6 separate regions of the Mus musculus genome follow, and all the other regions are linked to region 1. A link is a contact called in public HiChIP or PLAC-seq, Micro-C and promoter capture Hi-C data. All regions are on one chromosome and are shown on one strand. The core of a region is the stretch at or near the end of the contact, and the rest is flanking DNA. Distances in the headings are between cores, read along the strand shown.

The links. Promoter capture Hi-C pulls out the DNA fragments that hold promoters and counts their contacts. Hi-C and Micro-C count contacts between places; a contact is called where the count stands out from the background. HiChIP or PLAC-seq counts read pairs in DNA pulled down with a chosen protein or histone mark.
Region 2: a Micro-C map of embryonic stem cells shows a contact between it and region 1, with 15 times the contacts expected there. The contact joins the promoter of Tmem42 here to the promoter of Limd1 in region 1. A contact is called at or near these places in 7 of 39 promoter capture datasets (the C10 cell line, cranial neural crest, embryonic stem cells and 4 more), 7 of 484 Hi-C or Micro-C datasets (LSK cells, Sertoli cells, embryonic stem cells and 2 more), 3 of 115 datasets of contacts at active chromatin or transcription factors (astrocytes, embryonic stem cells and memory CD8 T cells) and 3 of 9 other capture datasets (adipose tissue, liver and pancreatic islet).
Region 3: a promoter capture Hi-C map of liver shows a contact between it and region 1, with 4 times the contacts expected there. The contact joins the promoter of Zdhhc3 here to the promoter of Limd1 in region 1. A contact is called at or near these places in 16 of 39 promoter capture datasets (3T3-L1-derived adipocytes, the C10 cell line, the HPC-7 cell line and 9 more), 1 of 15 datasets of contacts at CTCF or cohesin (the NIH/3T3 cell line), 2 of 484 Hi-C or Micro-C datasets (bone marrow-derived macrophages and extraembryonic endoderm stem cells), 20 of 115 datasets of contacts at active chromatin or transcription factors (the 230-238 cell line, PVALB interneurons, the SCID.adh cell line and 15 more) and 2 of 9 other capture datasets (adipose tissue and macrophages).
Region 4: a contact with region 1 is called in a FOXA1 HiChIP or PLAC-seq map of pancreatic cancer cells. The contact joins the enhancer-like site here to the promoter of Limd1 in region 1. A contact is called at or near these places in 4 of 39 promoter capture datasets (the HPC-7 cell line, cranial neural crest and embryonic stem cells), 2 of 15 datasets of contacts at CTCF or cohesin (both in the NIH/3T3 cell line), 1 of 484 Hi-C or Micro-C datasets (extraembryonic endoderm stem cells) and 8 of 115 datasets of contacts at active chromatin or transcription factors (PVALB interneurons, the SCID.adh cell line, bone marrow-derived dendritic cells and 5 more).
Region 5: an H3K4me3 HiChIP or PLAC-seq map of bone marrow-derived macrophages shows a contact between it and region 1, with 2.4 times the contacts expected there. The contact joins the enhancer-like site here to the promoter of Limd1 in region 1. A contact is called at or near these places in 5 of 115 datasets of contacts at active chromatin or transcription factors (bone marrow-derived dendritic cells, bone marrow-derived macrophages, embryonic basal ganglia and 2 more) and 2 of 9 other capture datasets (adipose tissue and pancreatic islet).
Region 6: a contact with region 1 is called in an H3K4me3 HiChIP or PLAC-seq map of embryonic stem cells, with 17 read pairs. The contact joins the promoter of Cdcp1 here to the promoter of Limd1 in region 1. A contact is called at or near these places in 6 of 39 promoter capture datasets (cranial neural crest, embryonic stem cells, liver and 1 more), 3 of 115 datasets of contacts at active chromatin or transcription factors (embryonic stem cells, pancreatic cancer cells and stem cell-derived neural progenitor cells) and 1 of 9 other capture datasets (adipose tissue).

What each region holds. Positions count from the first base shown.
Region 1 is chr9:123,476,539-123,480,805 of GRCm38.p6, reverse strand. Limd1 (LIM domains containing 1) reads right to left here and starts at 2,105. Exons shown (of 8, transcript NM_013860.2): 1 at 185-2,105. The coding sequence starts at 1,568.
Region 2 is chr9:123,019,434-123,023,700 of GRCm38.p6, reverse strand. It overlaps Tmem42 (transmembrane protein 42), which reads right to left and starts at 2,375. Exons shown (of 3, transcript NM_025339.4): 1 at 2,131-2,375; 2 at 1,389-1,535; 3 at 210-862. The coding sequence starts at 2,322. The coding sequence ends at 728.
Region 3 is chr9:123,110,663-123,114,929 of GRCm38.p6, reverse strand. It overlaps Zdhhc3 (zinc finger, DHHC domain containing 3), which reads left to right and starts at 1,736. Exons shown (of 7, transcript NM_001372538.1): 1 at 1,736-1,934. Exosc7 (exosome component 7) reads right to left here and starts at 1,699. Exons shown (of 8, transcript NM_001081188.1): 1 at 1,608-1,699. The coding sequence starts at 1,664.
Region 4 is chr9:123,135,284-123,139,550 of GRCm38.p6, reverse strand. Exosc7 (exosome component 7) reads right to left here. Exons shown (of 8, transcript NM_001081188.1): 8 at 3,422-3,652. The coding sequence ends at 3,548. Among named protein-coding and RNA genes, the nearest start is that of Clec3b, 14 kb to the left of the region's middle. Within about 2 kb of position 2,085, at least 79 of the 459 cell types and tissues checked have an H3K27ac peak or open chromatin away from gene starts, as enhancers often do. A contact at or near this core is called in the NIH/3T3 cell line, pancreatic cancer cells and trophoblast stem cells, where this site is marked.
Region 5 is chr9:123,185,768-123,190,034 of GRCm38.p6, reverse strand. Cdcp1 (CUB domain containing protein 1) reads left to right here. Exons shown (of 9, transcript NM_133974.3): 2 at 1-114. Among named protein-coding and RNA genes, the nearest start is that of Gm23323, 26 kb to the right of the region's middle. Within about 2 kb of position 2,199, at least 37 of the 459 cell types and tissues checked have an H3K27ac peak or open chromatin away from gene starts, as enhancers often do. A contact at or near this core is called in bone marrow-derived macrophages, where this site is marked.
Region 6 is chr9:123,213,841-123,218,107 of GRCm38.p6, reverse strand. It overlaps Cdcp1 (CUB domain containing protein 1), which reads left to right and starts at 2,070. Exons shown (of 9, transcript NM_133974.3): 1 at 2,070-2,280. The coding sequence starts at 2,199.

The DNA of each region.
Region 1 (4,267 bases), core at 856-3,355:
CAATCCCACCCTGCTTCACTCTGCTCACATGGGTAACTCCCATATGCAAAAGGCTGCTTTCTGCCCGCAGCTGCTTTCAAGTTTCTAAAGGAGCAGAAGTAGCTGAAAGAGGAAGGAGAAATAATAGCATCCTGGTGGGGACACCATCGCTCCACCACAGGCAACTCCAAAGCATCTTACTTACCGAAGTAGTCCGCTTTGGGGTGAGCATCCATCTCTCGCTCCAGACGCTGGGTGAGGGCTTCCAACTTCAATTCCGCAGTGGAGGGTCCAAGCTCAGGGCCCGGTGCGAGGGTCTGGCAGGGCAATCTCACCCTGGAGGGGGTGGGACTCCCTGGGAGCACAGGTTCCAGACTACTGTCAGTGGACCAGCTGGGAGAACTCTCTTTACAAGATAACTCAGATGGAGTGGACATTACCGGATGGACGTTACTGGTGGGGCTGGGCTTGGGACTAGTGCCAGACTCCACGCATCCAAACTTAGGATCCAGCCCGGTGGTCATACCTGGCTGGGTACTGTCCTTGCCAGCTGTCGAGGATAATGGAGCAGAAACTGAGAGGTAAGACTTGGGCCCATCCTGCAGCCAAGGCTGAGTGTCCACAAGGGGTTTGAAGACCCTGCCTGAAGCCTCATATCCCAGACCTGAATCTCTTTTCGGACAAGCTCCTTGGCTGGCGCTGCTAGGGACCATCGGTGCTGAAACAGTTGTGCCCTTGGGTTGAGCGGAGGTCCCATTCTCCAAGCCCATGGAAGAAAAACCGAGGTTCACTCGCTGAGAGGAGGCAGTGGACCAAAGGCCTGTTGGCTTCTCGCTGCTATGGCCACCAATGCCACCGTCCTGGCCACTGATGCCACTTTCAAAAGACCTGCCAGAGCACACTGTGGAGAGCTGTGGCTGGTAAGGGTGATGGTCTCCACAGGATTTGGGCAATGTGGAGTCATTCCCTGGGCAACCAGGCCATCCACTTCCTACACCCAGACTCACGCTGGGGCACCCTTCAGGTTTATCACCCCACTGTGGGCTTGCCAAAGAGAAATTGTCATAATAGTCTCCGTGAGTGAGGCAGGAAGGGTCTTCACAGGAGGGACTCAGGCCGTGTAAAGCAGGTCTCTGGGAACTCACAGGCCCCTCCCTGGAACCACAGTTCTGACTGCCAGGCCTTGCACCATGGGCAGATGGCCTGATCCTCTGCTCCTGAGATGGGTACGAGGGCTGCGCGGCCGCAGTGGTAGTAGCTAATCCAGGTGCCACTGTTGGCACAGCCAGAGGAGGCTTAGCGGCCCCATCTGCAGCCAGCTTGCCGCTCGCACCCTGACGGTTCCCACCGTTGACCGGGCTTCTGCCTGCCCTAGGTAGGGCCTCCTCCTGTAGGAGCTGCTGCTGTTGCTGCTGCTGGAGGTGGATTTTGGCCATCTTGGTCGCGAACACCCTTCGAGTTTCCTCAAATTCTGGGTTGTTGCCAGCACCCTTGTCCACCCGGAAGAGCCCATCCTTGGAGGCCTCATACATGTTCAGGTCCTCGATGAACTTACTGGCCTCAAGGCCCAGATCATCGTATTTATCCATGTTGTAGATCAGTGTCCGGGGCCTAGCCCTGGTTCAAGGTGTGAATGTGGTGGGGGAGATTTGGGTGCTGGCCGAGGTTTCAGGTCCAGCCTAAGGCAGATAAAGATTCCCACCTGCCCAGCAAGAAGGTCATGACTCCAAAACTCACAGTCCAGCCAGAGTTGAGGCCTTCAGGCCAGCGGGGCTAAGTTTACTTTCAGACTTCTTTTCCCCCGGGGAGCGTCCACGTGGGGGCAGAGCAGCCTTCAGCCGTGCCCGGCCTGCTTAGAAAAGTTCTCTTCTCCAAGTCACAAAACCCAAAACAGGCGAAAGAAGACAGAGAACGTCCACAGAAAAAAAGTAAACTCACATCCACGTCGAACAATCGAACTTGCAAACACACCGGGCAGCCCCTGGCCTGGGGCCGGTGGCCGGATCCAGCAGAGCTCACTGCAGCCGCGGCGCGCGGCCCATTGTCCGATGGCGGCGGCCGGCGGCGGGACGCGGAAGTGAGCGCGCGGGTCGTCAGTCCCGGGAGCTCGCTGGCCGGCTGCGCCCGCCCCGGGCCGCGCAGGGGCGCGGGCGGAGGCTCGGAGGGCGGGGCGGGGCGGGGCGGGGCGGAGGCTCGGAGGGCGGGGCGGGGCGGGGCGGGGCGGGGCGGAGGCTCGGAGGGCGGGGCGGGAGCGGGGCGGGGCGGGGCGCCCCCTGCAGGCCAGTGATGCGCACGCCGAGTTTTGGCGTCCCTCTCTGGGCACCGGGAGAGAGTTGCAATTCCCGCAGTACTTTTGCCGCGGACTGTTCAGTTTCCCGCCGCTGCTGGAGAGTCAAGGGTGCGCCAGGCTTCCCTCGGGTCCCCTCGAATGAGAGCATCTGTGTTGGACGTCCTAAGTGTGCCCAGAGAGGCTTGTCGTCCTTACTGGGTTTCTTGAACCCCAAGCAGTTCTCACCACTCCAGGTTGCCATGGCTCTAGATAACACACATAGCTCCTATGAGGTGACTGGGGATAGTTTACGTTTCCCACACAGCCGCCAGCGTGATCTAAAACCAATCCCAGGCCTGTCACTCTTGAACTTGAACCCTCAAGGCTTACTCCGGACTTATTTTGAAATCCCGCCTTCACTTCTACAAACAGGCCTGACTGCCCCGCCTACCCTCCCTCTGATTTGGGACCTTCCCTGCCTGAACTCCCGGTGGATGGAACTTCCTAGTGCCTGCCGAGAGCCTGCTGATCAGCTTCTGGTGTCTCTTCTTTCCTTCCCAGCTAAAATCACCTCCCCGTAAAGTTACCCCCACCCACAACCCCTTTGTTTCCTGCTTGGTTTGAACACTATTTAAATCCAGGGATACTGAAGTCACTGACCTGCAGGCTTTCTCCCATCTAGTTTAAATGTTTCCAGGTCTCTGCTCATACTACCTAATAGATGTAAATGTTATGCAAATAGTTCTCAGCAGTTTTGTTTGGTTTTGTTTTGTTGTCTTTCAGGAATCATGACAAGAAAATGAAATCTGTATGTGTTTAACATAAACACCTTTTCTTTTCCTGAGTATCTTGCCCTTGTTCAGATGTGGAGCTCTAGGTATGGAGGGTCAGCTCCAGCTGTTTATTTGTCTGCATGCCCCTTTTTGGTTGACAGCTAATCAGTTATCCACTTCATTACACCTGTATATGCGCAGGGTTTGGTTGAACATATGTGTCTTGGCAAATCTCTCTAAACTGTGACGAGGAACAAACAAGATAATATATATGGAAGTGCTTATATTCTTATATTCTATAAACACAAAAATGGTTCACTGTCCTGTAGACTCTGAAGGTTCAGGATATTTGTTGAAAATGAAGAGTTCCAGGCTCCAGCCCCAAACTACTAACCCCAGATTTGTGTTTTACGGCATCTGTGGGATGGGAAGACGATTTGCACAATAAAATTTGAAGAGTGAGTACTGCTATAAAGCATTATACTAAAACTAGGTTTTAAAGTTATTTTAGTTTCAAATTATGTGTATATATGGTGTGTGTGTGTGTGTGTGTGTGTGTAGGTGAAAGGGGAAGAGAGAGGTGGGGGAGGAGAGAGGACAGATGTTCTTCTAAGCCAGAGAGAGAATCAGAAACCCCAGAGCTGAAGTCGTAGGTGGCTGTGTGGCGCCCTGTGTAAGTACTGGGAACTGAACTCCAATCCTTTGCAAGGACAGTGTGTGCTCTTTACTGCTGAGCCATCTCTCCAGCCCAGGATTAAATATTTTTATTTTAAAAGAATCTCCTATACCCAGAGCTACAACCCAGTGATAGAACACTCGCTGGGCATACATGAGGGCCTGGGTTCCATCCCCCAACAACTACAGTAATAATAACAGCAGCTTATAAAGATGGCATCCAATATACCATTATGCAAGTGATCCTTAGAAGTGCTGGACATGGGCTGGAGAGATGGGTCAGTACTTAAGAGTACTAGCTGTTATTTTAGAGGACCTGGGTTTGATTCCCAGCATCCACACGGTGGCTCGCCACTGCCACAACACCCTCTTCTGGTCTCTCTAGGTACTGAATGCATGTGACATAGACAAACTTGTGAGCCAAACACCCATACACAATGTTTGAATGTTTTACTGACGCTGTTCAATACTGAAGACACCGAAAAAAAATCCTAATTCTGTGCACATTTATTTAATGCCAAAATTATTTAATATAGGCCACTTTTGTCTGTTTCATGAACTTGAAAACATG
Region 2 (4,267 bases), core at 1,126-3,625, 460 kb after region 1:
AACTACTGTAGGAGTGTGAGAGGTTTGGTCGCAGTTAGCAGAAGCAGTGGATCTGTGTCGGCAAGCTCTTCCTGTCACCTGTCCAGATGAATATGGAGAAAATCTCCATTTGTACTCACTACCCCACTACCCCAATTCTGAGAACTCACCTACCTGGGTGCAGGCCCTTACCTCCACGTTGGAAAAAAACCCTCAAATTCCATATCCAGTAGCTTTAGCTTACAAGTGTTTATTAGCCCACGTTCCCTTCTTTTGCTGTGGATTCATAGGCATCACGGACCACCTGAGGCATGACACATCAAGTTGTTTTTTTTTTGTTGTTTGTTTGTTTGTTTTTTCAGAAAGCCAACTGCCAGTGCTGGGGTACATGAAGGGCAGGATTCTAATCACATGTTTTTTGTTTTTTTCAGGTACCTGCCATGTTGCTGTGTAACCCATGATCACAGAGTCTTCCAATATTCCCTGGTGCACAAGAATCAAGGCACTATACCAACACTGAAGGACTTGGGCCTCATACTGTGGTGGTTAGCTTCCCCTTACAGGAGCTAATGCTTTAACTTTCCAGGCTGTGAGGAGGTCAGAGGCCAGTGGCTGGTCCACCATCTCCATGTGGCTGACACTTAAGGGCTGCACTCCCAGGCCGCCCTGGAAGCAGCCCAACTTGTCAACCCTTGGCTGGGTATCATGGTTCTCTTTACAGTGGGTCTGGTCTATCCACCGACTGGCCTCACTGCTCCTTGCTCTCCTTCCAGGTGGGTGGAAACTTCCTGTGGATCAGGGTGAGCCCACAGAGGATGAGGAACACCCCTCCCCACCATAAGATCTCCTGGCACTCTCCATACAGCAGGTAGCCTAAGATGGCCTGTGGAAGAGACAGCTGTAAGGGACCTGGCCTACCCTGGTAGGCTCCACCATTCCTTGGCTGATTTCTTCCTGAGGGGCTAGAGGCCAAAGTCTGGTGCTTTGCATCCAGCAACCACCTTCATGATCAATCCACGTATTTCTGTCTCCTCTGTGGACGTAAGAGGTTACCACCCCAGCTGAGCACTGAGGCTCAGCAGGCTAGCAGGTAGGGCCAGTACGGACATAGCTAGTACCCAGTAATCATAAACCCAAGTTAAGCTGTCTTCCAATTCAAGACTGGGTTCCCTTGACCAGACCCCCTAGACCCCATAGCTAATGTTAGAGTTCTTGATTGAGATAGCTGGTGTTATCCCAGAGTGACATAGGTTTCACTCCTAAGTTTTCCATGTTTAACTGTTCCTTGCCTGGAGACAGCCCAACTTTTGTTTTACTCCCTGTCCTTTCTAGAGCCTGGAAAATCAGGGGTTTCCCAAGGACAACTAACTCACCAAGAACCCTAAGAACAAGGTCACCAGGCTACTCACCGAGCAAAGTATGTTCGAGAAAGTCACTGTGACAGATGCAATGGCTGAAGACATAGAGAAACTGAGGCCCCGGCTAAAGAAGGTCCACATCAGAGAATTGGCGCTTGCCATGGCAACGATGCCTAAGACACATAAGCCAATATTGACCTGCAGGAGAAAGTGTCACTGAGCTACAACCACCATGGGCATAACCTTGAAAGACTGGGAGATGTTTACACGTCTCATACAAAGCATATGCGGACCCTGACTGATAGGCAGAGGAATTTGCCTGCAGACAGGGGGCAGGGTTATCTTCCACGAAGACCTCAAATTTCTTGTAGCTGAGTAGCCTTCTGGAAAGATATGACTTTACAAAAGGACTGTAAGTCGCCAGAAATCTATATCAAGCAGTCCCCTGTTCAGGTCAGGATCGAATTCTCTGATGCAGAAGCTCCGCAGGCGCTCAGTCCGAACTCTTGCCAAGGACAGGAAGAGATGGGCAACCGGTTATCTCACCTTAGGTGTCACGTGCTAAAAAAGCTATGGCAAGGGGACTTAAACTGAGAGGTGGGCTTCGAGGTCCTCCCCCAGGAGGCAGTGCCTAAAACCAGGTGGTCCAACATGGGCGCAGGCGGGAACCCAGGTTAAGCCGCCCTCCTCCCCGCCCCGCCCCGCCCTCCCCCGCCCCGCCCTCCCCCCGCCCCGCCCTCCCCCCGCCCCGCCCTCCCCCCGCCCCGCCCCCGCGTGGCGCCCCGGGCTGCACCTGGCTCCCGAAGGCCAGCTTGGCGGCGGCGGCGGCCAGAGCCCCGAACGCCCCGGCGCACAGACAGTTGAACACGCCCCAGAAGCGGCGCCGCATCGCGCCTTTCTGTAGGCGAGCGGGTAACTCCACGGGTGAGTCAGGGTAAGCGGCCGCAGACACGGCGGCACCCGAGGACTGCGGACCGGCCGCCATGAGGCCCGCTGCGCCCGCCACGGCCGACTGCCACGCACGCCGCCACCCGCCGTGAGCCCGGCTAGGGCGGAGCCAGGCGAGTGAGGCGAATCTGCTGCAGTGGAGTCCGGAGCCGAGCCGAGCCGAGCCTACAAATGAAAGGAATCTGGAGCCCATACCCTGCAGCGTGTGCAAACCCGCGACTAAGGAGAGCCTGCGGCTCCGGCGAACCTGGGGGATGGGAATCCGGTAGCGAGGACCGTGCGCCACTGAAGGAAGCGTGCTACCGAGAGGTACCTACTGTGAGAGAGGAATCTGCTGACGTGAACTTGGGGAGGAGGGGAGTTTATCTCCGAGGAGAACCTGCGGCGGAAGTAACCTTGTTTCTGAAAGAGCCCTGCAGTCAAGGGGAACCTGCTTCTGAGAAGACGGGGAGGTCTGCCACTTTACATGGATGCGCACCTAACATGCTAATCCTGAAGCCAAGCTGCACCTTCAAAGCACCTCTGCTCCCTCGTGGACGCAGGAGATGATGGATCTGGAGACCGGCCGCTTGAGACAGAACGTTGTTTGGGAAAACGTTTGTTCTGCCTGGACCATCAGAAGCACAGTCACTTCTAAGTTCGTGTAAAGTAATTGAGAACGACAAAAAAATTGAAAAAACAACCAAAAAAAAAAAAAACCCAAACAAACCGTAAAATGTCATCTACTGTCGGTAATTCCAGATGCTTAGGATGCTGAGGCAGTTAATGGTCATCCTGAGCAACTTAGGGAGACATTGTCTCACTTGAGAGGGCTGGCAGCCAGGCATGGTGGCACACACCCGTAATCCTAGCACTTCTGAAGCTGAGGTAGAATTACTGAGTTTGAGGCCAGCCTGACCAACAGAGAGGTACTAAGCAAGCCAAGGACTTTTTGAGACTCTCAAAAAGTTTTTGTTTTTGTAATAAAGGAGAGTTGGGGTTATAGCTCAGTGCTTCCATAATACATGAAAAATCCTGAATTCAGTCAATGGCAGTGTGTATGGATATATGTTAGGGATACATTTCCTTAAAGGAGAGCTGTAGAAGTGTATAACGTGAGCTAAGTGTGGTGGTTGGTACACATGAGGAAGCAGAGGCAAGTGGATCTCTGTGAGTCCGAGAACAGCCTGCTCTAAATAGCTCTACATAGCCAGGGCTACACAGCAAAACTTGTTTTGTTGATATATAAAATACAAATAATATTTAATGTATGGGGCTTGGAAGAAACACTTTATTCCCTGTTAAAGAGCTTTTTCATGGACATTCTTACATGCTACCTTGCTTCTCATGCGGGTGGTTTTGTGGATGAAATAAAAGGATGGATTACTGGGGTTTGGAGAGATTGCTTAGCAGTTAGGCAGCTTGCAACCTTCCCACAAGTGCCTCCCAACCTCATACCTCCAGGGGTTCCACTATTTTCTGGCCTCCAAAGGCACCTATCCTCATGTACATATATATACACCTGAACACAGATACACATTAATACATAAAATTAAATTTTAAATAAAAAGAATAGATTATCCCAATTAGTCCTATGTGGTATAAACCACTCCAATTTGCAGATAAGGAAGTTGAGACTCAAGGGTACTCACTGTACTATTCCACTTAATAATGGAGATAGTGTGTGGCAACAACTGATAGGAGAAGCTAAAACAAATCTAAGCTGCATCTGTCAAAGACTTTATCCCACGGATTATAAAGGTAATTAACAGAAATGACCTTCATGTTCTGGCAGAGTAAGGTAAGTAAGTAAGACAACTAATTCACACATCTTATGCATGCTCTGTAGAGAAAAAGTGGGCAACAGTGTATTGTCTAGCTATATGACTTCCAAAATTAGTGATTTAAACCAAGGAAAGTTAGGGGGTTGATTTAGGGTATTATTTGTGTATCCATGTCAGAACCTGATTGGCCTGGGTGTGACGGTGTGTAACTAAAATCCT
Region 3 (4,267 bases), core at 487-2,986, 370 kb after region 1:
CCACTTTTTCTTCAGGTCATTTAAGATTTCCTGAACCTGTAGAATTTAAATCTCATCAGCACTTAATGTGTCACCATGAAGACTAGGGATATGGAATGACAGAGTCACACTTCTGGCAAAAAAAACAAAAAAAAATTAAAAACTCATCAGCACTTAATGTGTCACCATGAAGACTAGGGATATGGAATGACAGAGTCACACTTCTGGCAAAAAAAAAAAAAAATTAAAAACTCATCAGCACTTAATATGTCACCATGAAGACTAGGGATATGGAATGACAGAGTCACACTTCTGGCAAAAAAAAAAAAATTAAAAACTAAAAGGGAAGCCCCACCCCTAGGATTGACTACTTTAACATTCCCATACAACCCACTGTGCATATACCCCACTATTACTAAACCTGATCTTGAACTAAAAAGCTAATGAGTTGTGGGTTTGGATTTTTATTACTCAAGTTTAATATGAAACCTAATGACTGAATTTTGGCATTCCTTACTCTATATGAAGTAGAAAATAACAGTATGTCATATGATTTAGAAAAGAACATGCTTTCACTTGCATTATGTAGTTTAAATGGTAACAGGTCACCTTACTATGATGACTACATCACAAGATCAACTGTAGGGACAAGGCTTGTAGAATACTAGATTATGGTTGCCAGGAAACATTCTTCACTTCTCTTGAACGTTCAAAAGCAGGACTGAGCCCAGATCGCGGTAGTCATTGTAGCTACCCAAAGATCTAAGCGCCCCACAAGTAAAACAGGTAAATCAACAATTACACCATAGACTACCAGTCTGCTTTGAAAAATTCTTCTCAGCGGGTGGTGAAAAGGCATGCCTTCTGCCAAGGCAGGACTGATAGGAGTTACACACCAGCCTTGGATATAAAGCTCTCCTCCTCAAAAAAAAAAAGCAAAAAAACAAAAGGGTTGAGAATGCGGTTCCATGATAGAATGCCTGCCTAGCATGCACAAGGCCAAGAGGTTCAACCTCCAGCACCGCCAGAAAGAAAAACACTCCCTATTTTTCTCTATTTGTAAGACATGTGTGTGTATATGTCAGCGTGATTTCTCTTAAGATTGGGTCTTTATAGCTCAGTCTGGCCTTAAACTCCTGATTCTCTTGTCTCCACTTCCCAGCTGCTGGGATTACAGGTGCCAGCCACCAAGGTCTGGAGCATGCTAAGCACGCACTCTATTACCGATGCATTTCCTTCTTTCCTGTTTTTAGGGGGTGTGTGGCGTGTGGTGTTTGCTGTCAGAATTTTAAAGTCCTTTTCCCCCTCGGATACACGGCCTCTGTGTGCAAAGTCACCAGAGTCCATTCACGTGCCGCTATTCTGATTACAGGATCTCGGGCACTGCACTCTCAGGTCGTGCAGAGGCCACAAGGACATTCCTTCATTAAACTGCAGCCTCGGGAACTGCCCGCCCGCCGCTCCCTGATGAGCTAGGAATCTCCTCCATCCCGAGAGCTGTGGACATCTAGGCATACAGGACGCACACTCGCTGCAGCACTAAGCCTCGGGCGTCCGTCCTGACCACGTGGCCGCCCCGCACCTCCTCCCTGCGCAATATGGCCTGCACTCGCGGCCGCCACCGCTACCTGCACTCCATGAACGATGTAGACCTTCTCGGCCTCGCTTAGCGCCACCGACGCCATGCTGCTCAGCTCACCGCGCGCGCTGGCGTGTCATCAGCTCGCGCCTCTCCCCACCGCGCCTGCGCGTCATCAGCCCGCGCGGTGGCCGCTCCCGCAGCCGCGGCTGCCGCCACCGCCTGGAGCTCCATGGGCTTCTCCTTCGCACCGCCCCGTGTGAGGCCGAGTCCGGCAAGCCGTGGCGCCGGGTGCCCGTGCCATCGCGGACGCTGGCGGCTGGGCCCCGGGGCAGCAGCAGGCGGCGCGGGACTGCTAGCTGCCTCCAGATTGACGGTCAGTGCAGTGGGGAAGCCCCAGAAGGAGGGAGGCGCGGGGCCCCAGCCGGGACTGGATGGGAAGCGCGCAACCCGAGCGCTCGGGCCGGAGTCGAAGTAGCCGAGCGCGCGCACGTGAGACACTTCAGGAAGGCGGAAGTCGTGCTGCCCATGAGGGACCATCTCCTCAACCCCCTCCTAGTTGGTCCCTAGGATGGCTGAAGGAAAGAGACCATGGATCCCTCATTAGGTCACTGGTCGGGAAGGGTCTGCACCAGGAATGGGGCGCCAGCTTCTCAATTTTCTCACCCCTCCTTCCATTCCAGGGATCGATCTCTGTCCTGTCTTCCCTCATCCTTTCCTCCCCTACTGCCCATCATCAGATAATGGCCCAGAGCTTTGCAAGTTACCCTTGCCCCGTGCGGTTGCTGGAGTATTGTCCCAAAGAGAGTAGGGAGAGTGTCTTGCACTTCGGGATGCCTGGATGGAAGGGATCTCCGGGGAAGATGGATAACTTCATGAAAGAAAACCGACCCTGGGAGGATATGGGACCTAGGTTATCCAGAAAGGATGCCTGCAAGGTGAAGCTGGGGTCATAGTGAGGGGCCCTTTAAGGAAGAGAGGGGATATGAACTAAGTTTTAAAGGGTCTCTCTGAGAAAATGAGGGGAGACTTGGTAGAGACTTACCTGGTGTTCTATTTTAAACAAAAGTAACCCTTCAGCTTAATCATCAAGAAATAAAAGGTGCTGGCCACCCTTTGCCTTTAATCCCAGCGTTTGGGAGACAGAGCTAGGCGGATCTCTGAATTCGAGGTCAGCCTGTTCTACACTGTGAGTTCAAGGACAGCCTGAGCCACATAGTGAGATCCTGTCTCAAAGACACTGCCCCCACTCGTCGAAAAAAGGCTTTTTTTCTCTTGTGCTAACTAAGTAAGTAAACAGAACACTAACCAGAGTCCTCCAGGGTAGAAGGGAAGGCTCTTGTGAGCATAGCCACAGAGCATGGTGATTAGAGTTGTCATAGTGGATTACTGACTACGCTGAGATTTCAACAGTAACAGGAAGTGCCTGGCTATATTCCTAGGTACTGAACTGTTAGCTGCTGAGCCCTCAAATGATAGCCTCTTCTTGATAGACTGGATATGAATTTCCTGCGTCCATACATAATACTTACTACAGGTGCTCCTGAGACGGCTTCCTGTAGGGTTGGACTTTGCCCTCTAGGGTAACTGGAAAAGGTGGAGCCAGACGGCTTTCTTCCTTTTTTGGAGGAACAGATGCCACACTTGATATAGCACCTAGACACCATCTCTGGTTGAACAACTAGATTCTGTGTGAGGAACTGGTGAAATAGCAAGGGACTCCTGCTAGTAGGGTATCTCGTGCTAGAGATGACTGGAAAGAGAGACCATTTGAATATATAGTGGGGTGGGGGTGGGGTAGGGTGAAGATTGAAAAGTCAGAAAAGATACTGGAAGAAAGTTTGACTTGAGTTTAACTACTATGAGCCATTTTCCTGGGAAAAAGTCTTTGGGCATATCTTTAAAAGTGTGTTAGTGGCAGAACAGTAGCATGTGCAAAGGCCCTAGGTTCCCTCCCCAGCACCACACGGGCATATCCTACCCCCGACAGCAGACAACAGGTTCTTTCTGAAGAAGGGTCAGTGTTATCTATTTGGTGACTGATTTTATGAGTAATATCTGGTATTAGGTTCAGAAGACTTCAAGAAACATAAACAGTGGAGTTTATATTCTCTGCTGGAACACTGCTGTCATCACTAGTTATTTTTCCTATGTGATGCTAGAGCATTTTCATCATATTCATTGAATGCATTAGATGTCCTTAAACCTCATAACTCATAGTTCTTATTTATTGAAGCTATTCAAAGAACATATTAGAACCAGAAAAATGAAATACCCAAGGATGGCACATTATATTGTGTTATACCAGTTTGCTTTTTCATTTCTCTTGGGGTTTTTGTTTGTTTCATGCTGTTTTGTTGTTGTGTCTTTTATAAAACCCAGGCTCTATTAACTTTCTATGACACTGTGTGATGCTTGTTGTATGCCAAGAACTTTACAAAGATTCAATTCTCAGAATAGCCTTATGAGGGCAATTTTACAGTTTAGGAAACAGGCACAAATAGCATAAGTGTCTGAGCAAAGTCACAGAGCACATAACTAATATGTAGCAGAGGCAGGATTTGAGTGGAGGCTTTGTGGCTCCCAAATGTCACTTTCTGTAGCCTCTCACAAACTCCATGTCATCTACCAGGGGACCTAATGCAGAACACCCATGTTTGTTATGAGGCTGGTAACTATCCTGTAAAATACTGCTCAGTTTCATTCCAT
Region 4 (4,267 bases), core at 836-3,335, 340 kb after region 1:
TTCTGGCTCATCTGCTACCCATGCTGACCCTGGATCTGTAAAGCATTCATATTCTCTTGTCTACTCCACTTCTCTCTAGCCAGGCGCACAGCACCAGTGCAGCCGGCCACAGTGGATTCTGACAGGCCACCTGGAGCCCTATCACTTTTACCCCCTCCCCCCCCTCCAACTACACATCTGTGGTACTGTCCCCATCATGTGTCAGAAGAAAGCAGGGAGGGCTGGGTTTCAGCCAGGACAGACACACTAGATTAATATTTCCCTAAGGAAATGTGTGCTAAGCCCTCCACCCTCAAGGCTATCTTATTGTGCTAAGTGTAGAAGCAGAGGTGGAAAACTGGGAAGAGGGTCAAGGCACAATGCAGTTTATTTTTCTGTTTTCCTCCACCGCTTTGAAAACATTTAAAGTCAAAACTGGACAAAACAAGATCTGGGCACCCCACCTAGATCTGCTTAAACATGTGAAATTCTGGCTCTGCATGCAGCTGGCCCTCACACAACCCCTCACAGATGTTTCCTTTCAGCCCCAGCCCTTCTGGCCCTGTGTCAGCAGCAGCGTGGCCTAGCCTGAGGCTGTCTTCCCACACCCTTCAAAGGCCAGAGCATCCAGAATACAGATTTCTAACATGAAAGCAAGGGTGATCCCACCCGTACTCAAAACCAAACACAAATAGCTTTTGACCCTGGCCATCTGTTCAAGTATGTGACTCTGGCCCTGTCTGTGTCCTGGTGCCTGTGTTGGGTAGGTCTTGGGAGGCCAAGCTCCCAGCCTGGTCTCATGGGGCTCACAATACTTGAGGATAGAAAGTGAAGCAGGATTCCCATGATCCAGATCTGGAGACACCTAGCAGGTGTCTTCTGGATACACTCCTATTCCATAGACTCATCACTTGTCCCATGTGCCATCTTCTCAAGGGACACACAGGAGTCACCTGTGGGAGAGTTAGTGGATAGCCTGCAAGGTTAAGGGAACAAGGGCAGTGCTGTATGCCCACCTCTTCCAGAAAAGCAGAGGGGTGTTGAACTTAGTTCTCTGCCTACATGATTAGTGCTCCTGTTGCTTCCGGCCTCCAGGATGTCTAAACTCAAACTCCTCTCCCACACATTGTCTTGGGCTTTGGCAGGTGTGGGCCCAGCGCTGTTTGGGGGATAATGCAGATTAAAAACCATCACACAAGCATCAAAGGTGTTGCTGGGGCCTGATCCACAGCCTACACTCTGAGTCTGCAAAGGCCCTCGGGAAGAGAGTAGCTGGTGACAGACTACTTACTTTCTGCAGAAGGTCCCTCTTCTGCAGGATCTTAGGGCATGCCATATTCTTAGCTTTCAGAGCATACCCCTTCTCTCTGGAGAACTTTGGGTAGTGACCCAAACAAGTTTCTACTAGCTATATATCCTTCTCCCTTCATGAAAAACAAGCCACCAAGTGTTCTATGACCCTGGCTCCCTCACTGCTGTCCCAACGTACAGAACCAACTTACCTACAAACTGGAGTTTTCCTCTCTCACCAATTTTCCCAAAGAGCCAGAGGAAGATGAGAGGTGAACAGGGGGGTGGCATATGAATCCGGGTGCCCTGTCCCAGGCTTGTGCCCATAGTACTGCTGTGGTAACCTCAACATTCATTTTTACTACCCATGGGCACATACAAAAGCACTAAAAGTGGTCACTGTCCTACACAGACAAAGTGATCGAGTGGAAGCGGTCCTTGGAACCGAGGCTTGTGCACCTCATTCACATTTGAGGCACCTCTCTGCACCACCACCGCTAATCACTCCTCGTGGGTACACAATGGGCACAGGGCAGAGGATAAAGCCTGTCTCCTGCCTTGTTGGGTAACATGGCATCTGTTGTGGCATGCACTGGGAAAACACAACAGCCCAGCTATGCTATCAGTAGGTAAGCAGCTTCCCAGGGACACACAAATCCAGCTACTTCTTTGCAGGGATGGATGGACCTGGTCACACGAGGGAGGGCCCATGCCTGGGCCTCTGAAATTAATGCACGAGGGCTGCAGCCCACACTGCTCTTTCCATTAGATGATAAGTTCCTAACACCTCGCCCTATTTGGCTGACTCAATGCAGAATGCAAATACCTCTGGCTGAAATGTTCTCCATGAGTCAGCTCCCTCCCAAGGGCCCAGTAAGACTGATTTAGGAGCTTTAGCTCTCCTGGAAAACACACAAATACTCCTGTATGCACGAAGCCTGAATTCCACCATGCTGCACTGTGAGTAGACTATCTTCCTTACTGTCCCCAGACAACTAAAGCTGGCTAGTAAGTCAAATGACAATAGTCCTTAAGCAGCCTTTATAGTGCTGATACAACACGGCCATCTTATGAAACATCAGGGCGGGGTTATAAAACACAAAGGAATTTGAAAACAAGACTGGAGTCTGATATGCCAGAACATGCCTGCAACCTAATCCCGAGCAGGAAGACTTGGAGTTCAAAGGCATCACTGGGCTACATAAGACTCTGACTCAAAACAAAAGCAGAAAAATCTAAGAAAGGTAGGATAGGATGGGGAGGGACCCAAGTGTCCACTAAGCCCCTGACCCAAGGAAGGATCTTCTGGGTCTCTTGGCTGGCAGGACCTGGTAAGGTTACCTGGCAGGTACAGGCAGGAGGCCTGGGCCCTCCTCTGTGGCCATGGCTTCCTTATTCCTGACCCTCAGAAGCACCAAGTACACGGTGGGTGGGAGTGGTTTGAATTGATTGATGATTGATTAATTTTTGTGACACGGTTTCACTATGTAGGTCTCACTTAGCTAGCCTGGAATTCACTATGCAGAGTAGGCTAGCCCCACACTCATAGTAATCTACTTACTTCTGCCTTGCTGGTCTTGGGATTAAAAGTTTGTGTCACCAAACCTGGCACTGTGATTTTTAGTGCAAAAGTTTTATAAAGAAAAAAATAATTCACAAAATACTTACTGCAGGAGCCAGGCAGTGGTGGCGCACGCCTTTAATCCCAGCACTTGGGAGGCAGAGGCAGGCAGATTTCTGAGTTCAAGGCCAGCCCGGTCTACAGAGTAAGTTCCAGGACAGCCAGGGCTACACAGAGAAACCCTGTCTTGAAAAACCAAACACCAAAAATAAAAAAAAAAAAACCCAAAAAACCAACCAAACAAAAAAAACCAAACTTATTGCCGGAGGCTATTTCTTTAAAGCACTTTCTCCGAGGAGTCTGATTGGAGACTGGGTCTTGTTAAATTGTCTCAGCTTGAACCCTCCCCAGTGCAAGTATTCAGTCTATGCTACCATGTCTAGCTCCTGCAGGGTCTTTACTTCAGTGTTTGCTGTCATTCTCTCGTACTTTAAAGCAGGCAGCTCCCGACTCACTTCAATTCCATCCTGGCAGCAGACTGCTAAGCAGGATGGTGTCTTGGTATAAAGCTGGAGATGCTAACAACACCAATGGACCAAAAAAAATAGACTTTATTTTTACATTTACAAATGTGGAATTAAATTTTGACAATTAAGAGAAATATATACAAACCAGTGTCAATGAAAAGTGAGGCAACCAACGTGCAGTGGAGAGAAATCACCCCAGGAACCCGACTCTCGGCCTCTTGGGCCCCAGGCTTTCTTCCTTGTGCAGAAGGCTCTGCAAGGACACGTGCAGCACCTTGCCCACTCGCTTGCTGCTCTGTAGGATGACAGGGACAGGACAGAGGTCACCTGCTAGTGAGGTACAAACTGACCAGAAGCCCCCACCTGCTGGCTAGTCTGCCCAATACCTACACATCTGTCTGCATCACAGAACTTTTAAAGCAGCTTTTCATTTGCCCTACAAATTAGGTATACATTCCACAGAGCTACACTCCAGCTCACTAACAGAAAGACCAGAACAGTCTTTCAATAAATACAACATGAACTCTAAACCCCAACAGCATCACAGTTACACCCTGGAGATCCTCTAAATACACCAAGCATGAAGGGCCAGGGAAGACTGCCCAACCATCAGTGCTCCTGTGGCCACGACAAACAGCCACATTGCCAACCAAAGCTGTCCAAGGCACTGTTTTATAATAAGGATAAAAGACCACAGAGAACCCTCCGGCTGAAGAGCAGACTGCCAGGCCATCTTACTAATAAGCCATTCCTAACTCAGCTGACAGCAGCCTCCCAGGTCAAGTCTCAGGTGCCTAAGTCTGCCCCTTGGCTACCTGCAGAGCTGCATTAGAATAGAACAGGTCAGACTACCTACTACTTTAGCCATTAGCACCCAAACAGCAGACAGGCTAGAAAAAAACAAAACAAA
Region 5 (4,267 bases), core at 950-3,449, 290 kb after region 1:
TGTCTAGACAGCATATAACCGAGTTGATTATCAGACCTGGAGAAAGAAAGTCTTTTACCTTTAGCTGCAGCAATCCAGAGAAGCACTTTGTCTTGAAGATCGAGAAGAATATTGGTGAGTGAGCCCTCGTGGGCTGCTGTGTGAGTCCCAGTCCCTGCTGCTCTTTCACAGATGTACCAGTCTCTGGTGCGGGAGAGAGGTCATTCTGCGGGAGAGAGGTCATTCTGCGGGAGAGAGGTCATTCTAAAGTAGTCTCAGCTCCCTAAGATGGCTCTCATATGGACAGCCATAGGCCGGCCCATGTGCTTCCCAGAGAACCCAGGCAGACCAGACCCCCCCCACCCCCAATTCTCTCTCTCTTTTTTAAAGACTTATTTATTTATTTTATGTGTATCAGTACACTATAGCTGTCTTCAGAGACACCAGAAGAGGGCATCAGATCACATTACATTATAGATGGCTGTGAGCCACCATGTGGTTGCTGGGAATTGATCTCAGGACCTTTGGAAGTGCAGTCAGTGCTCTTAACCACTGAGCCATCTCTCCAGCCTATCTTTCTCTGGTTTTTTTTGAGACAAGCTCTCTCTACATACATTTAGCTGTCCTGGAGCTCACTATATAGACTAGTTTGGCCTGGAATCAAAGAGATCCACCTGCCTTTATCTCCCAAGTGTTGGAATTAAAAGTGCATCAAGACACCCAACTTTAGTCTTTTGTACTTAACAATTTGGCCACACAGTCTCTTTACAGAGCCCAGGAGAGACCCATAAACTACAGATCTATAGGTCTATAAGGCTCTAGTTCACGTGCTTGAAAGATCTAAAAAAACAAGGGTCTCACCATAGAACATTTTTTGCTGCTATAACATAGTTCCTGAAGCTGGGTAATTTACAAAGATCAGATGTGTATTCTCCTCACAGTCCTAGAGGCTAGGAGTTCAGGGTTAAGGCACAAGAGGTGATATCCCTTCAACTTGAACCTCTCTGTAAAAGCACCAATGCCATCCACCTTGTGACTTAATTACCCCAAGAAGCATCATCTAATGTTGCCATGCTGGGAATTAGGTTTTCACCTGTGGATCTTAGAAGGGATACAAATGCTCAAACCACAGGGAATGGAAGTCAGAGAATTAGAAGAAGGTCAAGGAGGTGAGTGTGGTGCCCTGGGCCCTCCTCCTGTTCATCTCTGCCCTTTTTGTTGTTGCCATTTTAAAAGCGTGTGTTATTTTGTAACCAAATACACCCATAAAATGACTTTAATTTTGAAAGAGGTCACCAAGGAGCCATTTTGGTCCTTCAGCACTAGGATGCCTGAATCCCTTTATGGATAGTAAAAAAAGCATGCTTCCAGCATGTGAAGGTGTTAAGAAAGTATCGGTTCTAAAAATAATAGATATAGACCTGGGGTTGGATCCAGTGGTATGCCTGGCCCTGGTTGCCTTTCCCAACAGACATCTGGAAGCCTTGAATGGAGTTTGACATTAGTTCTCAATTTGCAGCAGTTCCATGAAAATGTATGAAAGTAGAGTTCTGCTGGGGAAATGAGCTCTGAATCACTTCTGAGTGACACATCCTTCTCTGGAAAGGAAGTGTCTGACATACTTAAGTTTTTTGCACAGGGCAGAATGCAGATTTATAGCCATGCCTGTCAATGAACCACTTCCATCTCTGCGTTCATCCTAAAAACTAAAGCTTTTAGTGACAAAGGACAGTGGCACTTCCCTGCAACTCTTCCAGTGTTGAGTGTAGTAACAAAGCTGAGGCTGGAGACTAGGTTCTTGACTGAGTTGTTGGTATAGAGTCAAACCAGAAACTGTTGAGTAGCCCAAGCTATGGATAAGTCTAAGGCACCAGATCTCAGGAGCTCTGCCTTGGTAGGGACGAAGATCCCACAGTGGACTGTGGAAAATAAGAGGATGACCAGCAAGCTGGCTCAGTGGGTAAAGGCACTTACTGCCACACCCGATAGCCTGAGTTTGATTCCTGGAACCCACATGGTGAAAGGTAGAATCAATTCTTTTTAGTTCTCCTCTTGCTTCTGCATGCCCAGCAACACACACACACACACACACACACACACACACACACACACACACACACATGCACGCGCGCGTGACAAGCTAAGAGCTGTCCCATACACACAATGACATTTGTATGAGGTCCTAAAATAGTTACGGTCTTCACTGACACACAAGTCTAACTTTAGCCACATTAATCACCACTTTATCTGACCCTATTTTGTTGGATTGGCCATGCAGCACCCTGACATGAATGCAAGCTGACCACAGACAGCCCAGCTTCAGTGCTGAGTCAGCTGCATCTACAAGTGGCCAAGTGAACTCTAGGGTTGCTTTGCAATAATGAGAGGTTTGATGTAGATGATCTCAGAGGTCTTAGGCTGCTCTTGATTTCTCCTAATTCAATTCAGAGTTGAGTGTGTGTGTGTGTGTGTGTGTGTGTGTGTGTGTGTGTGTGTGTGTACATGCACATCCATGCCCATACATGTGAAAGCCAGAGGTGGATGTCCAGTGTCTGTCTTCCTCTACTGTTGTCCACTGTAGTTTTTGAGATGGTATATCTATCCAAACCTGGGACTCACTAAATAGCTAGGTTGACTGGCCATCAAGCCAGCTCTGTGACTACAGGCATGCATTGTCCCACCCAGGTTTTGAGTGTGTGTAAGAGGTGTATATATGCCAGGCAATGGTGGCACATGCCTTTAATCCCAGCACTAGGGAGGCAGAGGCAGGTAGATTTCTGAGTTCGAGGCCAGCCTGAGATCCAGGACAGCCAGGGCTACACAGAGAAACGCTGTCTCGAAAACCATGTGTGTGTGTGTATGTGTGTGTGTGTGTGTGTGTGTGTGTATACACATGAATGTGTACATACACAGACCCAGACCCATGCATGTACATGCAGAGGCCAGAACCAAACACTGGGTGTCTTCCTTTATTGATCTTATTGCCTTGAGATAAGATCTCTCACTGGCTTTTAGAAGCTTAGGTCCATTTTTCCCTCTGTCCCTCAATGCTGTGGTTACAGGAATGCACTGCCATGCCTAGTTTTGCATATTTTTTTCCTTCTCGGTTTTTCAAGAAGCCCTGTGTAGCCCTGTGTAGCCCTGGCTGTCCTGGAACTCACTCTGTAGAAAGAACTCAAAGATCCACCTGCCTCTGCCTCCCAAATGCTGGGATTAAAGGTGTGGGCCACCACTGCCCAGATCCCATGTCCACCTTTTTATGGGGGTGATTTGAACTCAGGTCTTCGTGCTCATAAAATAAGCGTTTTCCTGAACCCCATCAATGGCACTTTCCAATACCCAAGTTGAGCACAAGGACCTACAAGTTCTTATTGCACCACCAAAGGCCACTGTACCTTCCTGTCCTCTACGTACGACACAAAAACCCGAAGTGACTTTGCCTGCTTTCTTTTATTTCAGTCTTCCCTGAATCCTCCTTAGTAGTAACAGTCCTGTCCTTTTAAAAGGCTTAGGAAACACACCGTATCAAAGGATGTAATTAGTTATTAGCTTTAAGATGATTTCTCTGCAGGGTTAATGGAATCAAGAGAGCCTCAGAGCAGGGAGCTCACTGCTTTGGGAATCAGGTGATTATGCCCAGTATGTTAATGAGATGTAGAAGGAAAAGGAAGCTTAAAAGGTGAAGCCTGGCAGCACGCCCTCAAACCCATGAAATTAATTTCCAAATACAGGAAGGAAGTTACTCCAAGGTGCAGGCTCCCTGTAGCTCCCTTAGAAGGTCAGATACCAAGCACTGAGTCTGGGAAACAGTGTTTGGTGTCTTCAGTACAAAGGTGGATTTGTGTGTGTGCGCGAGTGTGCGTCCATATTATTACTTATCTCATTGCTATGTCAAAATCCTCTACAAAGGCAACATAAAGAAGGAAGGGTTTTACTTGGATCAGAGTTCCAAGGAATCCTGTCCATCATAGTGAAGAAACACCAGGAGCAGGAGGCATCTACTTATATTGTATCTCTAGTCAGGAAGCAGAGAAAGATGAGCTGGTGCTCAGCTCATTTTCTGCTTTGTATTCAGTTCAAGACCCCATCCCACGGTCAAGGTGGGTCTTCCCCCTCTTAACTAATCTAATCTAGAAAAATCTCTTATAGATGTGCCCAGAAATTTGTTTCTATGGTGATACCAGACTCTGTCAGGTTGACAGTTTAGATTAACTACCACAAGGGAATGCCCCCCACCCCCACCCCCCAAGCAGCAGCCCAGCCAGAGGGAAGTGAAAGAGGGGGCAGA
Region 6 (4,267 bases), core at 821-3,320, 260 kb after region 1:
ATGAGAAAGTTTCCTAGTAACAGCAGAAGCAACATATGAGAATTTTTCCTTATAATGTTAGTTAACAGCACAAAATGGCAGGCTAAGCAGGTAACAGTTACCTAGGCCTTAATATTCCATCTAGGCCTTAAAATTTTACCTAGGCCTTAACAATAGGGAAAAGATGTTTCATAGTTTGGTCACAGTAACCTTTATTTATTTATTTATTTATTTATTTATTTATTTATTTTGGTTTTTCGAGACAGGGCTTCTCTGTGTAGTATTGACTGTCCTGGCACTTGCTCTGTAGACCAGATTTACCTCAAACTCAGAGATCTGCCTGTTTCTGCCCCACAAGTGGTAGGACTAAAGGTGTGTGCCCACCATGCTCAGCCATAAGCATTTTTAAAAAGTTTAGCTTTTTCATCAAGATTTCTCTTTCTTGCTGGACATGGTAGTGTACACCTTTAAGCCTAGCATTTAGAAGGTAGACAAGCAAATCTCTGTTGAGTTGAGACCAGCCTGGTCTACAAAGTGAGTTCCCAGCCAGCTAGAGCTTCATTGAGAGACACTGACTCAAAACAAAACTGGAAAAAAAAAACCCTAATAATAAAAAGAATTCTTTCTATTAGTTCAGCAGCAATCCAAGAATTGCCAGTGAGGTAAGTGCACTTAGAGCCGGAAGTCTGAGACCCCATCTCCCCAACCTCCAGTTTATAGGCCCTTCTGTAGATGGAGCTGTGTTAAGGTCTTGCCTCAGGCTGCTCAGAACTGGAGAGTGTTTGCTTCTTTCTTCTTTGGAAACTGAGAAGAAAGGGATGAAGCTCTGGAGAAGTGACTTTTCATCTCCGTTGAGTATTAGCTCAGATTTTCCAGAAGCTAAAGAGAAATTGGGGCCACACTCTGACTGATACTGGGGCATGGGCTTCTGTTTCTGTCATAGATTCCTGGAAAGGTCTGAGTGACCTTGGCCATGGGCACAGTAAATGCATAGGGCCACTGAATCCTTTGGGCTGAAATCTGGCTTGCCATCCACGAGGTCCCAGACCATCTACCATCACTGCCTGTGATTCAGGACATGGGATGGCCTAGAGCAGTGGTTTTCAACCTGTGGGTTGCAACCTCTTTGGAGGTCAAATAACATTTGCACAGGGATTGCCTAAAACCATCAGAAAACAAAGATATGTACATTAAGATTCATAATATAAGCAAAATTATAGTTATGAAGTATCAATGAATAATTTCATGGTAGGGGGGTCATCACAACATGAGGAACTGTATTAAAGGGTTGCATTATTAGAAAGGTTGAGAACCTCTGGCCTAGAGGATAGAAGACTCCACAAGACCTCTTAAACCAGAACTAGGTAACCTAGCTATATCTGAGAAGAGATTGGCTGCAGGACAGACCAGCTTCTGATCAGAATCCTTCACGCTCACACCCACTGCCCAACTCAGTAGCACTGTGCCCACTCCCCTACTCACAACCCAGCTAAGGGCCTTGTGCACCTGCTTGGGTTTCTTCTCTTGAGCCTTTCCAGTCTCATGCACCCATTCAATCTACTCTTCCCACAATCAACGCAGGGTTTCTGAAGTGTCTCGTTCTAGCACCCTCGTCCAGCATCTGTGAAACCCTTACTTCAATAAAGAACAACCCAGCAACTTGGCAGAACCCACCCCGTGCCTTCACATCTGTCCTAACTTTGCCCTGCTTTGGCATCTTTGGGCTCGTTGCCCAAATAGGAAAGCTTATCTTGTCTGACACTGGGAAGAGCTGGTGAACTCTGGACACTGCAGGGGAGAAGCTGGAGCAGGCCTAGGCCCCTGTCCAGCAACAGAGAAAGCCAAAAGGTTGGGGATCAGTGACCAACAGGAACCTCAACCAGCACACCTGAACAGCGGAAGGAGAAGGAGCTGGCTGGCAACAAAGTCTTTTGGACTTTGAGAAAGGAACTGAAGCCCGGGAAGGCGGGGACAAATTTGCCTCAAGGCCACCGGGCAAGGGAGGGTAGTACCTGAGCTGAGGCAGGAAGAGGAGGAGGCCACAGAGGAAGCGTGGGTCACCCTCGCTCTTGCTGAGCGGGCGGGGCGGGGTCCTGCGCGCAGGTGAGCGGCGGGGCAGGGCGGGGCGCAGCTGCGTTTCGGTGCCTAGGCGCCACCGAGGCCACTCGCAGACACAGGCCACAGTCGTGCCCTAGGGAGACCGAGGCGCCCCCCGAGTCATGGCCCACTCGGCCTGCGGGTTCTCAGTCGCACTGCTGGGGGCCCTGCTGCTGGGCACAGCACGCCTGCTGCGCGGGACAGGTAAGAGCAACCTGTGGCCGGCCAGGGAGGTGCCTGGAGGTGGCGCGTGTTCAGGGGTTACACGATCCGGACCTGGTAGCACAGTCCTAGATGGTGGGGCGAGGTCCCCGGGACGACTCGCCCCAGCGCTCAGGCACGTGGGAGAGTCCTGGACCTGGGTGAGCTTCCCTGGCCTAGGAACAAATAAGCGCGCGGAACAAGCCTTAGGAGGACGTTCTCCAGGCAGCACATTGTGCCATGGGTACTTTGCTGAGACTCTTAGGGATACTCGATTGGGACGTGGGAGAGCTTTCTTCTTCGGGCCCACTCCACACCTGGGCCAGAGAAGTGAGTGCAAGAAGAGGGTGGTTTGACTTCCCGCTGAGGTACCATTTTAGCTGTCCGTGCGTGCGCGCCCGCTCATCCTGAGGCCTAAGGACAGCTTCAAGCGGACAGTCACCAGGCAGCAGCGGGCATCTAGCTGCAGAGACCCCACAGGTGCCCCACCTCTTCCCTGGTGGAAGGTTGGAGTGTAATTCCGTGGAGCCTGTGAATTTCGAGTAGTTTGGATTGGGAGTAGAGGCTGCTCTGATCTCGGAGATCGCTCCAGGAAAGAATAGGATTTGTGGGCCCTAGGAGTAGAATACCGCGAATAAAACTAGCTTTCTTCAAGTAAGAACTTGATGTGAGGCTCTTTCTCAGACTCGCACAGGTTTTTATGTTTTAAAAAATAGTACGGTCCAAGTCATAGTTGGGGTCTGTAATATCAACAACTAAGGGGGTGTTTGTTTGTGTTGGACAGGTAGATAAATTAGCATAAATTAAAGAATAAAATTAAAACGGTGTGGTTAGACTTGGGCGTAAGCCGCAGGAAAACTTCCTGGTTTCTTTTTCCAACATTAGGTGATATATAACTGCATAGTAAACAGGAAGACTTAAGACCTCCTTTTAAACTACACACACAGACACACTGTGGTATATATTTTGTTGTTGCTAGCTAGGGTTTGGTTTCTGTTTTTCTGGGTCTCCCGGTGTCTCCCAAGCTGGCCTTAAAACTACTGAGTTTCATGCTCCCACTCCATACTCCTGGAATTCATTACAGATGTGGGCCACCACTTTCTTAGGAGTGAGTTTTCAATCCATTTAAGGGACAAAGTATGTAGTCCCGGTTGTAGAGTGTCTGCCTAGCAAGTACAAAGCCCTGGGTTCAATTCCCAGCACTTTATAAACTGGGCATGGTGGCTCATACTTGTGATCCTAGCATTCTGGAGTGGAGGCAGGAGAGCTGGGAATTCAAGGTCAGTCTCAGCCTCATTGTGAGTTCTTTACAGGCCTGGGATATATGAAATTTTGTCTTAAAAACATTTTAAGAGCAGAAAAATAGGAAAGGAATGCATGTGTGCATGAGAGGAGTGGGGAGGGTGTACCAGCATTCTTGGAGGCAGGTGACACTCTAGGGAATGTTTTGAGGTGTTTCTGACTTTCTATGGCAATAGTCAAAAACTTCTTCAGTGGGAATATGGTCTAAGTCCAGTAATCGTTGAAGACAAGACCTGCAGTCTGCTCTGAACTGGCTGCTGTCTGTCTACTCCTCGGGAGAAGTAGAGTTTATTCTTAGACCAGTGGGAACATGGATTCTTGAAGTGGTTACATGAATTTTCATAGTCATAGAACAAAATAAAATTATAAATCAAGGCATTTACTACATATATTGGTGGGAACATTTAGTAGGTTGGTTACAGACAGGGTTGAAGTCCCTGGGCAAGGTCTCATATGCTAGCTGATGACATATATGATGGCTGTTGGGTTCATAGATGACATATATGATGGCTGTTGGGTTCATAGAAACTAATGATCACCTAAGTTAATATAATCAAAGAGTTTTTACCTGACACTAAGATGTTAGGTCAGATATAGAGGTGGGTGGAAAATGGCTTTAAGGAGACTAAAAGATTGTCCACGATAATTTTAACTCTCAATCTGCAACATTCCAACTTATCACAATTAG